Linked DNA regions of Mus musculus: regions 1, 2 and 4 are each linked to region 3. Evidence: chromatin contacts called from public promoter capture Hi-C data. All regions are on one chromosome and are shown on one strand. Each heading gives the region's core, a stretch centred on a gene start, on an enhancer-like site or on the middle of the called end of the contact. The rest is flanking DNA. Distances are from core to core; before and after follow the strand shown.

What was found. Promoter capture Hi-C pulls out the DNA fragments that hold promoters and counts their contacts.
Region 1: a promoter capture Hi-C map of the HPC-7 cell line shows a contact between it and region 3. The contact joins the promoter of Hdgf here to the promoter of Msto1 in region 3. A contact is called at or near these places in 2 of 39 promoter capture datasets (the HPC-7 cell line and pre-B cells).
Region 2: a promoter capture Hi-C map of liver shows a contact between it and region 3, with 2.7 times the contacts expected there. The contact joins the promoter of Atp8b2 here to the promoter of Msto1 in region 3. A contact is called at or near these places in 6 of 39 promoter capture datasets (the C10 cell line, hippocampal neurons, liver and 2 more) and 1 of 484 Hi-C or Micro-C datasets (B cells).
Region 4: a contact with region 3 is called in a promoter capture Hi-C map of liver, with 4 times the contacts expected there. The contact joins the promoter of Hax1 here to the promoter of Msto1 in region 3. A contact is called at or near these places in 2 of 39 promoter capture datasets (the C10 cell line and liver), 1 of 115 datasets of contacts at active chromatin or transcription factors (large pre-B cells) and 2 of 9 other capture datasets (adipose tissue and liver).

The regions. Positions count from the first base shown.
Region 1 is chr3:87,905,063-87,907,762 of GRCm38.p6, reverse strand. It overlaps Hdgf (heparin binding growth factor), which reads right to left and starts at 1,442. Exons shown (of 6, transcript NM_008231.4): 1 at 1,049-1,442. The coding sequence starts at 1,135.
Region 2 is chr3:89,962,021-89,964,720 of GRCm38.p6, reverse strand. Atp8b2 (ATPase, class I, type 8B, member 2) reads left to right here and starts at 1,383. Exons shown (of 28, transcript NM_001081182.3): 1 at 1,383-1,564. It also overlaps the pseudogene Aqp10-ps.
Region 3 is chr3:88,912,563-88,915,262 of GRCm38.p6, reverse strand. It overlaps Msto1 (misato 1, mitochondrial distribution and morphology regulator), which reads left to right and starts at 1,313. Exons shown (of 14, transcript NM_144898.2): 1 at 1,313-1,470; 2 at 1,561-1,696; 3 at 2,336-2,405; 4 at 2,485-2,560. The coding sequence starts at 1,387.
Region 4 is chr3:89,997,297-89,999,996 of GRCm38.p6, reverse strand. Hax1 (HCLS1 associated X-1) reads left to right here and starts at 1,281. Exons shown (of 7, transcript NM_011826.4): 1 at 1,281-1,469; 2 at 1,994-2,259; 3 at 2,423-2,610. The coding sequence starts at 1,417. Gm19710 (predicted gene, 19710) reads right to left here and starts at 1,237. Exons shown (of 4, transcript NR_045749.1): 1 at 1,076-1,237; 2 at 700-852. It also overlaps a transcript of Ubap2l not described here.

The DNA of each region.
Region 1 (2,700 bases), core at 193-2,692, 1.0 Mb after region 3:
CACAAGGCAATCCTGCCTGAGACCCCTCCCTCCAGGCCTTTCTGCCCGAGGATTTCTTTTACACAAGTTCCACACCCTAAGGGGCTGAGTCATGCCCTCACTCGGTATCAAGGGCCCCCTCTACAATCGTTTTGAAAAATTCCCAGAAGCAACCCTCCCCCCAACACACACACACACACACACACACACACACACCTTTTCCTGGGAGGGAAGGTGATAAACACAGCAGGCTTTCTGCCCCACCCTCCCACCTGGCCAGGTGCTGGAATGGGGAAGGCCCTACTCTTGGCGGGTTCAAACAACCACATGGCTGACACCGGCCTCCCTGACTGGAGACGCTCACTAATGGGAAGCCGAGGAAACTCCAGCGTCCCACAATCCCCCACACCGCGCTAAGGTCGTCTGTACTGGATTTCCCAAAGCACACGGGGGCCCTGCTGCCTCCAGTTCCAAGTCTGAGCTGGAGGCATATGGAGGGATGTTCTTGTAGAGCTGGGGGCTAAATCGGTTATGGCAGAGTCACCAGGCCAGGCAAGACCATTTTTAAGTAAGTCGTCCCCAAACATTTCACGACCCTCCCAACTTCAGAGTTCCTACCAAAATGCTCCAAGAAAGTTTGTGAGTCGCCAACTCTACATCCACCTAACCCTCTGTGAACTGAGACCCCTCGCACCCGTTCGTCCAGCCAGAGAAACCTGAACTGGAGGCAACTATCAATGGAGACTCAGGGCTCAAGCGGGGCTCCGAGAAGGGGTTGGGATTCGCGGCGAAAGAAGCGACACACCATCGGGCCGCTCCCCCCCCCCCCCCCGCCACCGTGAGCCCGAAGCCTCGGCCGCTGTGACGGAGGGGTGAGGGCGAACTGAGCACGCGGCGCTGCCCGCCAGGTGCCGGCCGCGATCGCCTCCGTTATGTAAGCGGTGGTGGGCTCCCGCCAGCCAGAACAGGCCTGGCACCCCTGCCCCTACGCCCGCTCCGCGCTCGGCGGCCGTGCCCTCCCGAGCGTTATGCAACCCGCAGCAGGGCCCGCGACGGCCGCGCCACTCACCCGGGCCGGCCAGTGTGGGTATCCTTTCATCTTCGCAAACACCAGGTCTCCGCACTTGTACTCTTTCTGCCGGTTGGATCGCGACATGGCGGGGCCGCGGGCGCCCCGGGCTCCGCGCCGAGCCGGGAAGCGCGAGCCCAAGTTTGCGCGTGCGGCGGTTGCGGCGCCGCTGCGCTCCGGCCCTCGCGCGGCCCCCGCCTCGATGCCGGCCCCCGACGCGAGCTCCGGGGCAGCCACGGCGTCTGCGCCCGCGCGCCGCTCGGACAGGGCCGGGCGCGGTGGGCAACACACGGCTCCGGGAGCGCTAGCTCGTGTGGTTGTTTGTGTTTGAAATTCAATTGCTCCCTCCTCGGCGCGAGCGAGGCCGCTTCCTCCACCCCCCGCGGCCCACTCCTCCCCTCGCGCTCCCGCCCGCGGCGGTTCGATGCGCGCAGCCAATCGACGCCTACAGCCTGCCCCGGCCTCACACCCAACCTGGAGGCCGCCAGGCGGGGCTCAGAGGCACAGGCTTGAAGAGCCGAGTGCCGAGCGCGCCGAGCGGGCTTTGTGTGCGGGCGGGTGGTGGGTGCCAGCCCAAAAGGAGCTGGCGCCCGCTGGACAGGCTGCACGTGCCCCTCCCCGGGCTCCTCTGAATGCCCTGGCCAGGCGGGGCCTACTGTGGCCTGCCTTGCGCTCTGTCCCCCCTACCACGTGCCATGTCCCAACCCACGTATTTGCTCTGCGCCTCTGACTTCTAACTAGTTAGACCGCCAAGGCAAGAGGTGTACCCCACACACTCCACGTGCTTCTGTTGGTGGCGGTATAAGAGTTCGAGTCCTACCATTTCAGTCTACTCTAAATTAACAGCTGTATCTGGACTATCACCAATTACCCTCACTAGAATAAGGAGGTCCTAAACGATAAAGACAGTTGGATACCACTAAATCTAGTTTGGAGATATATAGTATTAATTTGAAGACTGTATTTGGCCTGGGTTATATTCTAAGGAATGATGTGCGCAAAACTTGATCTCAGATCTCAAACCAAACAAGATTTTGTTGTAATTACATCTCTGTGCAATGGGTTTTTTGTTGTTTATATCTAATTGTTTTATATCTTATTTTTATTGAGACAGTCTTTTTTTTTTATTTTTTTTTATTTTTCAAGACAGGGTTTCTCTGTGCAGTCCTGGCTGTCCTGGAACTCACTCTGACTGACCTCAAACTCAGAAATCCGCCTGCCTCTGCCTCCCAAGTGCTGGGATTACAGAAGTGTGCCACCACTGCCGGGGGAGACAGTCTTAGTATGTAGCCCTGGCTGGCTGGCCTGCATACTCTCTTTTTAAAGAGATTTGAAGGTTTCTGGTTTTTGTTTGTTTGTTTTTGGTTTTTCAAGGCAGGGTTTCTCTGTGTAGCCCTGGCTGTCCTGAAACTCATGTAGACCAGGCTGGCCTCAAACTCAGAGATCCACTTGCCTCTCCCTCTTAAACGGGTGCACCACCACTGCCCAGCAGATTTGAAGGTTTTTTTTAATATTTATTTATTCATTTATTATTTGTAAGACACTGTAGCTGTCTTCAGACACTCCAGAAGAGGGCCTCAGATTTCATTAGGGATGGTTGTGAGCCACCATGTATGAGTTCAAATGGTCCACAAACAGCTGGGATTTGAACT
Region 2 (2,700 bases), core at 134-2,633, 1.0 Mb before region 3:
TGTAAGCTGTGACAAGGACCAATCTTATCCCACTCTGCAAGAGCACCATGAGCTGGCCAGCACGCAAGACAGATATTCTTTGTATTACTATGCCAGACTAGGACACTTCTGTTTACCACTCCTGAAGGACTCCAGACTGGTCTTCTACCCTGGGAGCTTCCAGGCACGCAGTTCCTTAAAGGAGCCGCCAGAGGGTGTGCACGCTGGCTTTGGGAAGGTTTCTAGAATCGGGTGGGTGGAGGGATCCTAGGATCCTTTGAGGGGTAGGGCCTGGGAGCTTCTCGAGAGAAGCTTGGTTTCCTCTACTCTCCCTTCTTCACTTTTTCGTCTTAAGACGAGGTCTCCCTATGGAGTACTGAAATCTTCTATGCAGACCATAACGGCTTTGACTTCAGCGTGTTACTCAACACACCTAACAAGAGTGAATCTTTTTTTTTTTTAATGGTTTTTCGAGACAGGGTTTCTCTGTATAGCTCTGGCTGTCCTGGAACTTTTTGTAGACCAGGCTGGCCTCCAATTCAGAAATCCGCCTGCCTCTGCCTCGGAGTGCTGGGATCGAAGGCGCACGCTGGGACCAAAGGCATGCGCCACCACGCCCGGTTTAAGAGTGAATCTTTTTAACAAACAAAACCCAGTTTAAGTTTGACTCGGAAGTGATGGAGCACGCCTAGGGTCTCTGAGAATTTCAGGCCTTTCAGAGCTACATAGTGAGACATCCCCTCCCACTGACTCAAAACAACAACAACAACACAACAAAACCACTCGTACTTTGTGGCATTAGGGATTTGATTTAGGGCCTAGGCAAGGGCTCTGCCTCGGAGCTATCTTCCTGTCTTCTGGCTGCCAGCTCGGGAAATCTCTACGTTTCCTACCTTTGGCCTGACAGGAGCGCCAACGACCTCAGATAGTTCTTCGAGGTGTGTGTGTCCGCGCGCGTAATATACCACCCAAGGGAATGTGGTAAGGGGCAAAGTCAACTACTTATCGTCAGGAGAACCAAGTGGAGAAACTGAGGCACAACTCCCAGTCAATGCATAGCTGTGCCTTTTCAGGAAGTGAAAGGCCTTGAGATGAGCCAGGGCGAGGAGGGAAGCACAGCAGAGACTTGGGCTAGAGAGAAGTGTGCTACGGGGCTTCTTCATCACTACTCCCGCATCAGGCTCCTCCCCGAAGATGGTTTCTGGCAGAGAAAGCAGCATTCGCTCGGTTTCTGGCTTCCAAAATAAAGCAGCAGCATCCCAGCGTCCTCCAGCCTCGCCGATTGTGTGCGTGTCCCGGCTGGAGCTTGGGACCCCCCCCTTCCCTACGCACCAAGATGGCGCACGCCGCGCCCCTCACCTCCCCAAAGCCCCTCCCGCCCCCCGCCCGTGGCCGCAGCCGTCACTTCCGCCCCGCGGCCGAAACTGACACAAAGTAGCGGGCCGGGGCCCCGGGGGGGTCAGGAGAGCCGGGCTGCTGTGGGGGGGCGGGAGCCTGCGGGCAGCGGAGCCGAGCGCCCCCGCCCCAGCCCCCGGCATGGGCCGGACGGGGCCGCCGGGCCGAGCGCCGCGCGCGGAGCGCTAAGGTAAGGCGCTGCCACCGTGGGGCCGGGGGTGTGGACCGGGAGGGTCGGCTCTGGGAGGCGCGGGCAGCGGTGCCACGGGGAGCGGCTGTGGGAGGCTGGAGAGAAGGGCTACCAGGATGGAGAGAACCGGTAGCTGTGCGCAAGCTGGGAAAATGGGGCCCCGAAGGGGCGTGCGGAGCTGGGGTGTGAGGAGTAACCTGGTGCCAGCCTTTAGGTGCCTAGAGAGGGAGTTTGGGGCTGATAGGATTTGTCCCGGGAAGGTGGAGGTCTCTCTGTGCCCCAGGAAAACCAAGGGTGCCAGGGATGTTAGCTTTGGGAGCTCAGAGCTGTGTGGTGGGTCCTGGATACTGTCCTTGGAGAGGGAAGGAAGGTGGCCTCCGGTATTATTGTTTTCTCCTGTCTCGTCTATCTGCTAGCTTCCCCTGAAAAGGCTCTTGGTTGGAAAGGAGCGGAGGCCAGACCCAGAGGAGGAGTCTTTTTTCCTTCGTGGAGCGCTGCCTCTTTCCCATGGCTGGCTATTTTTATCCCAGATGTGGCTGCAGAGGGGGCTGGGGTAGGGTGACGGGGCAAGGCGACGTGGCTGGTGGGCCTAGTCGGTTTAGAAAACCAGGATATCCTGAGAGGGGGACCTTGTTACTGCACCCCTCTCGAGGATTGGGGCCAAAGTTGTTCTCAGTCTCCCCAGGGTCCTAGAGGTAAAAGTACTTTCCTGATCTGTATCCAGACTTGACGCTTGATGGTCAGCTTGCTCCACTGTTAACTCTTTCCAAGAAGGAAGACCCAGATGTTAGGGCTAACGATGCTTGATAGCCTCCCACTCGAGTGGGGCTGGGTAGGAGCCAGCAATGCCCACCCTGCATCCTCTCCTTTAGCGTCTGGTTCCACACTCCACCCTCCCCGTGACTCATGCTCTAGATTGGGTGGAGACCCTGGCTGGGGCCCTGGAAGAGGGTTTGGCATCGCCAAATTGTTCATGAGGTTTTTCTTCCAGAGCCAAGGGGGCAGCCACTGTTGCTTGCCACAGTTGTGGAGAGTCAGGAGTGAAAAGGACTTAGTGCCCCTCAGGACTGTCTGCTCTGAGGTCAAGGAGGGAGTGCACATTAGTGAAGGGAGAGCGGGAGAGGATGGCTGGGCTA
Region 3 (2,700 bases), core at 64-2,563:
AAGACAGCGACAGTGTACTTACTTATAATAATAAATAAATCTTAAAAAAAGAAATAAATCTAAAAAAAAATCTCAAAATTAAAAGGCAGTCATTCTTTAAAATACTGTTCTATATGATGCATTTTTCTAAGTATTTTACTAGCAATGTGCTTATGTTCAGAATAATGTACACAGCTAGGGATTTGGTTCCGTACTACCCTGTGGGTGCTCAGGTTAGAACTCTGGTCTGCAGGCTTGGCAGCTCCCAAGCTCCCCTTAACCCATCGAGGATTTTGCCTGGACCCATTTATTTTATTCATAAGTGAATACTAGATGGTCCAAAAGAAACAGAGCAAGCCATTTGGAATAGTAATTTGTTTTGTTTGTTTTGTAACTTAGATATGGTCTCATGCAGTCAGGTGAGCCTTCAACTTGCTTCGGAGCCAAGGATGAATAATCTCTCTCCGCATCCTAGGAGGGCTTACAGGTTCCAGCCATCACATGCGGCTTGGAAACGCTCTACAAATTGGATAGCCAAACGTTTATAAAAACATAAAAGACTGTTCCCACAGCCGGGTATGGTGGCACACGTCTTTAATCCCAGCACTTGGGAGGCAGAGGCAGACAGATGTCTGAGTTTGAGGCCAGCCTGGTCTACAAAGTGAGTTCCAGGACAGCCAGGGCTATACAAAGAAACCCTGTCTCAAGACAAACAAACAAGCAAACAAAAGACTGTTCCCAACCTTATCAGTGGCACGGCCTTTGATTCCAGCACTCCGGAAGTGGAGGCTTGATTTCTTTTGAGTTTGAAGCCAGCCTGCTTTACACAGTCATTTCAGGCCAGCCAGGGGTTACATACTGAGAATCCATCTCAAAAAGATAAAAATAACGAACCAAGTCAAAGAATAAATGAAAAGAGCACTTAAGTACAATCAAACTACATGAACACGCGAGAAAGGGACTACAATCTTCCCCAGAACCTAACAGAAACCGAACCATGGGGCCAGCCCACTGGTTTAGCAGGGCTGGGACATTAGAGATGGGAAAAGGAAGTGAGTGGGAGGATCCAGAGGAGTCGAATTCCCCCTCAGATTTTTTTTATCCCCTCGCGTGAATTATTAGCTACAGGAGAGGGGCATCTGCGCGAAGAGAGACAGAAGCAGGTGAGAGAACCTTCCATGACCTTGGCCAGACCCGCCACAGTCTGAGGCGCAGAAGGAACGGAGAGACAACAGCCGATCGCGGCAGCTTCCTACATTCCAAGAAGAGGAAGAGGCGGGGCGTGAGCTGCGGCCTCGGAGACCAACGAATCGGGAGGCCAACGGGAAAGCACGTGCTCGCGCGGGAGCCGCCCCCTCCGGCTGATGGGCCCGCGGCGGCAGTGGAGTGCCCAAGAGCAGCGGCGGTATGGCGGGCGGGGCCCGCGAGGTGCTCACGCTGCAGTTGGGACATTTCGCGGGTTTCGTGGGGGCGCACTGGTGGAACCAGCAGGTCAGGCACCTAGCGGCAGCCCGGCGTTCCCCGCAGACAGTACCGGCCCTGCCCCTCTTCCCCCTCCGCTCAGCCCTGTGACCCCTACAGGATGCTGCGCTGGGACGCATGGCCGAGGACGAAGAGTCGCCAGGCGAGCTGTGCCCCGACGTCTTGTACAGAACAGGCCGGACACTGCATGGCCAGGAAACCTATACGCCTCGACTCATCCTAATGGATCTGAAAGGTGAGGCGATGGTGGGCTCAGCCAAGTTTTCCCGTGTGGCGTGCGAGGGCCCTAGCATCAGTTCACTTCAGATACCGGATCGGGCACAACCCCCGACGATGTCGAAAAGGCAAGTTTACTTCAGGATCTGGCTCTGGAATTGTCAGTATAATGTTAAGCTGCTTGCACTCACACCTACAGACGGACCACAGCTTGTTTTGTTTTTTTGTTTGTTTGTTTTCGAGACAGGGTTTCTCTGTATAGCCCTGGCTGTCCTGGAACTCACTTTGTAGACCAGGCTGGCCTCGAACTCAGAAATCCGCCTGCCTCTGCCTCCCTAGTGCTGGGATTAAAGGCGTAAACCACCACTGCCCGGCTGGACCACAGCTTTTGAGAGAAGGATGGATTCCATATTCCCTGTCCCATCTAATGTATATCCAAGTGCCATGTAGTTGGGCACGCCCTTAATCCCAGCCAAGGCAGGTAGAAGCTCTGAGTTCAAAACCAATTTGTCTGTATTGTTGGAAACTACTCAGGGCTACAAAGGGACACCTCATCTAGGTAGAGAGGAACTGCCACACCATATTCCCTGACAGGTGATCAGTTTAGTCTTGATCACATGACCCCCTAGGTTTAACCTTGCCTTTCATTTCTGGGCAGGTAGTCTGAACACTCTAAAAGAAGAAGGTAACCTCTACAGAGACCGACAGCTAGAGGCTGCAGTAGCGTGGTAAGTACCGCTCCTGTGAGCATGGCCCACTGTGTGTACATAGACGGCTGGAGAACTCTGCTTACTCTTACTCTTTCAGGCAGGGGAAGCTCAGCACACACAGAGATGACGCCCAACCAAAGAACCCAAACCTCCAGGGCCTTCTGAGTGCAGAGGTGATGACGAGGGGTGGGGCTCTGTCCCAAACCTTTAAACCTGCTACAAGCACAGTGGCTCTCCGATGCACAGTAAAAGGTGTCTAGTCACTGTAAATGCCATAGAGTAGTGTTTTTGGAAAAAGCACCGTTGTCTCTGA
Region 4 (2,700 bases), core at 32-2,531, 1.1 Mb before region 3:
AGCTAAGGACATTTAGAAGGCAAAGGACCTTGTGGGAATCTAAGCATGGTTTTAAAGGATTCTGAAGTCTCAAGCCAGCATTAGCTGCTGGCCGGCAGAACTCAATCTTGGGGTCTTTTTCTCTTTGGAGGAGTATAGTAGTTCTTGTTCTCTGAGTTATGTTTTTGAGACAGTCTCACTATGTAACCCTGACTGGCCTGGAGCTTGGTGTGGAGACCAGGTTGGTCTCACATTCAGAGATCTGCCTGCTTCTACCTCTTGAGTGCTAAGGTTAAAGGTTGTCAGCACTACACCCTGCCTTGCCTATTTTATGTGGCTTTGAAATGCCTACATTTTGGGAAAAGAATGGATGATCTTAGAGCAAGACCTGGGGTGGGGGCATGGTGCAGTAAAAGGTTTTTGGACTTCAATTACGTGAAAGAGAAGTTTCATTTTTCTTTGTAAGAGCCATATTGCCAGGGACTCGAGATCCTGTTTCAGCCTTCCAAAACTGCAAATATCCTCTGTGCTGAGGAGGTGAGGGAGGTCTGTTTATTTTGAGTCAGAGTCTCACTCTGTAGCCGACTTGCCTGAAACTCAGTGAGGAGCAGGCTGGCCTTATACCTCCCGAGTGGATTAAAACACCATCAAATTTCATTACGGCATGGTTTTCCCAAGACACAAGTAGCTTCTCGTTCCTGCCTAGTCTACAAATCTTACCTTGTTAGTTGGCCATCTGTTTAGTTTTTTAAAAGCAGCGTGTGGTGGTAACCGCCTTAAATCCCAGCATCTGGGAGGCATTAGGCAGGCGGGTTTGTAAGCCCCTTTGGTCTACAATCAGTTCCAGGACAGTCTGAACACCACACAGAAACCCTGTATCGAAAAAAACAAGCTTAAAAACTCCCTACTAGCTGAAGAGATTCCTAGCATCTTTATTCAGCAGTAGGGAAATCGCGGTTTAAGGAACTAGGTAACTTCGCCTAGCCTAGTATTAGACGTCACCGACATCAGTCTAAAACAAAACACAAGGTGGGGGGTGTTTTCTGATCCTGGGGTGAAGCAGGCCTCTGAACAGGCCACTCCCTCTGGCGGCTACCTGGGACCCTCCAGAGAGAAACGGAAACCCCCCTCGGGGGCCTGGCAGATCAGCAGGAGAAAGAATCTCCTAGAAGGGACGTGATCTTGAACTGGGAATTTCGCACGTCCACCCTCACTCAAAACTGAAAGGTAGCGTATAGAAGCTTCGTGTCTGAGGAGCACGGTCAGCCCCGCCTCTTCCTCCGGCTTACGACTTTTACGACAACGCCGCACCGTAGGGTTGCTTTCCGGCAGCGAACGCTGAGCCCTGGCTATATCCGACAGGGTAGCGTAAGCTGGTCGTGGTCTCGTGTTGCCCATGGGCTGCAGAGCTTCAAAGTTTCTAGTGCCCCTACTGGAATGAGCGTCTTTGATCTTTTCCGAGGCTTTTTCGGCTTTCCTGGACCTCGGAGGTGAGAATAGTTCTGGGCTGGATATACGGGAGGGGTGTTTTGGTGGACACTTGACCCCTTCATCATATTTTTGGAAAGCTTCCTTTCCCGCCCCCTTCAACTCCTGCTGAGAGGTCAAAGATCGCATTCTTGAGTACTCACCCCGCCACAGTAATCAAAGCAGTGGTTAAGAGGACAGAAACGGCAGCTTTCTCCAGACCTGGGTGATGCAACAGGGACCTGGGCGGAGAAAACAATGGGGGTCTGGGGAAGAGGACCATGAGCAAGTAATTGGGCGATTAGTAGTAGGCTGGATGACCCTGAAGAAAAACCATGGGTCGTCTGGCAGCTGTTGGGAGGTGCGGAGAGGCTCTGTTTAGAAACAATACAAAACCCTAATAGATCCATCAACGTTGTTCTGAAACCAGATCTCCTGTGTTTTCAGCTGCCCAGACCCCTCTTTGGCCCAGTTTGCTGCCCTTGTGTTGATTTTTATGGCTTAGACAGTGTTGAAGTCTTCGTGGCTTATTTGCCTTCACTCTCAGCCACAGAGATCCTTTTTTTGGAGGGATGACTCGAGATGATGACGACGATGATGATGATGATGACGAAGCGGAGGAAGACAGAGGCGCGTGGGGTCGAGAGAGCTATGCGTTTGATGGTTCTCAGCCTCCAGAGGAATTCGGTTTCAGCTTCAGCCCCAGGGGAGGGATGCGATTCCACGGCAACTTTGGCTTTGATGATCTAGTACGAGATTTTAATAGCATCTTCAGCGAGATGGGGGCCTGGACCTTGCCTTCCCACTCTCCTGGTGTGTGAATTTCCCTGAGGGAGACCCTATGGGTTTCTAGTGGGTTAGTGATGAATAACAGAACTTGCAGAGTAGTTGGGATAGTCTACAGAAATTGATTTTTAAAAGACTTAAAATGTTTAAGGCCTTTCCTATCCCAGAATCACCTACCAACTTTCTACAGAACTTCCAGGTCCTGAGTCAGAAACACCTGGTGAGAGACTGCGGGAGGGGCAGACACTACGAGACTCAATGCTTAAGTACCCAGATAGTCACCAACCCAGGATCTTTGAGGGGGTCTTGGAGAGTCATGCAAAACCTGAATCCCCAAAACCAGCTCCAGATTGGGGGTCGCAGGGACCTTTTCATAGGGTGAGTACTCTCTGCACCTGAACTGTAAGCCCTTGGTGGGATCTCTTAGAGTTGAGTTGCAATTTTAGCCCCTTTAATTAGTTCATTTAT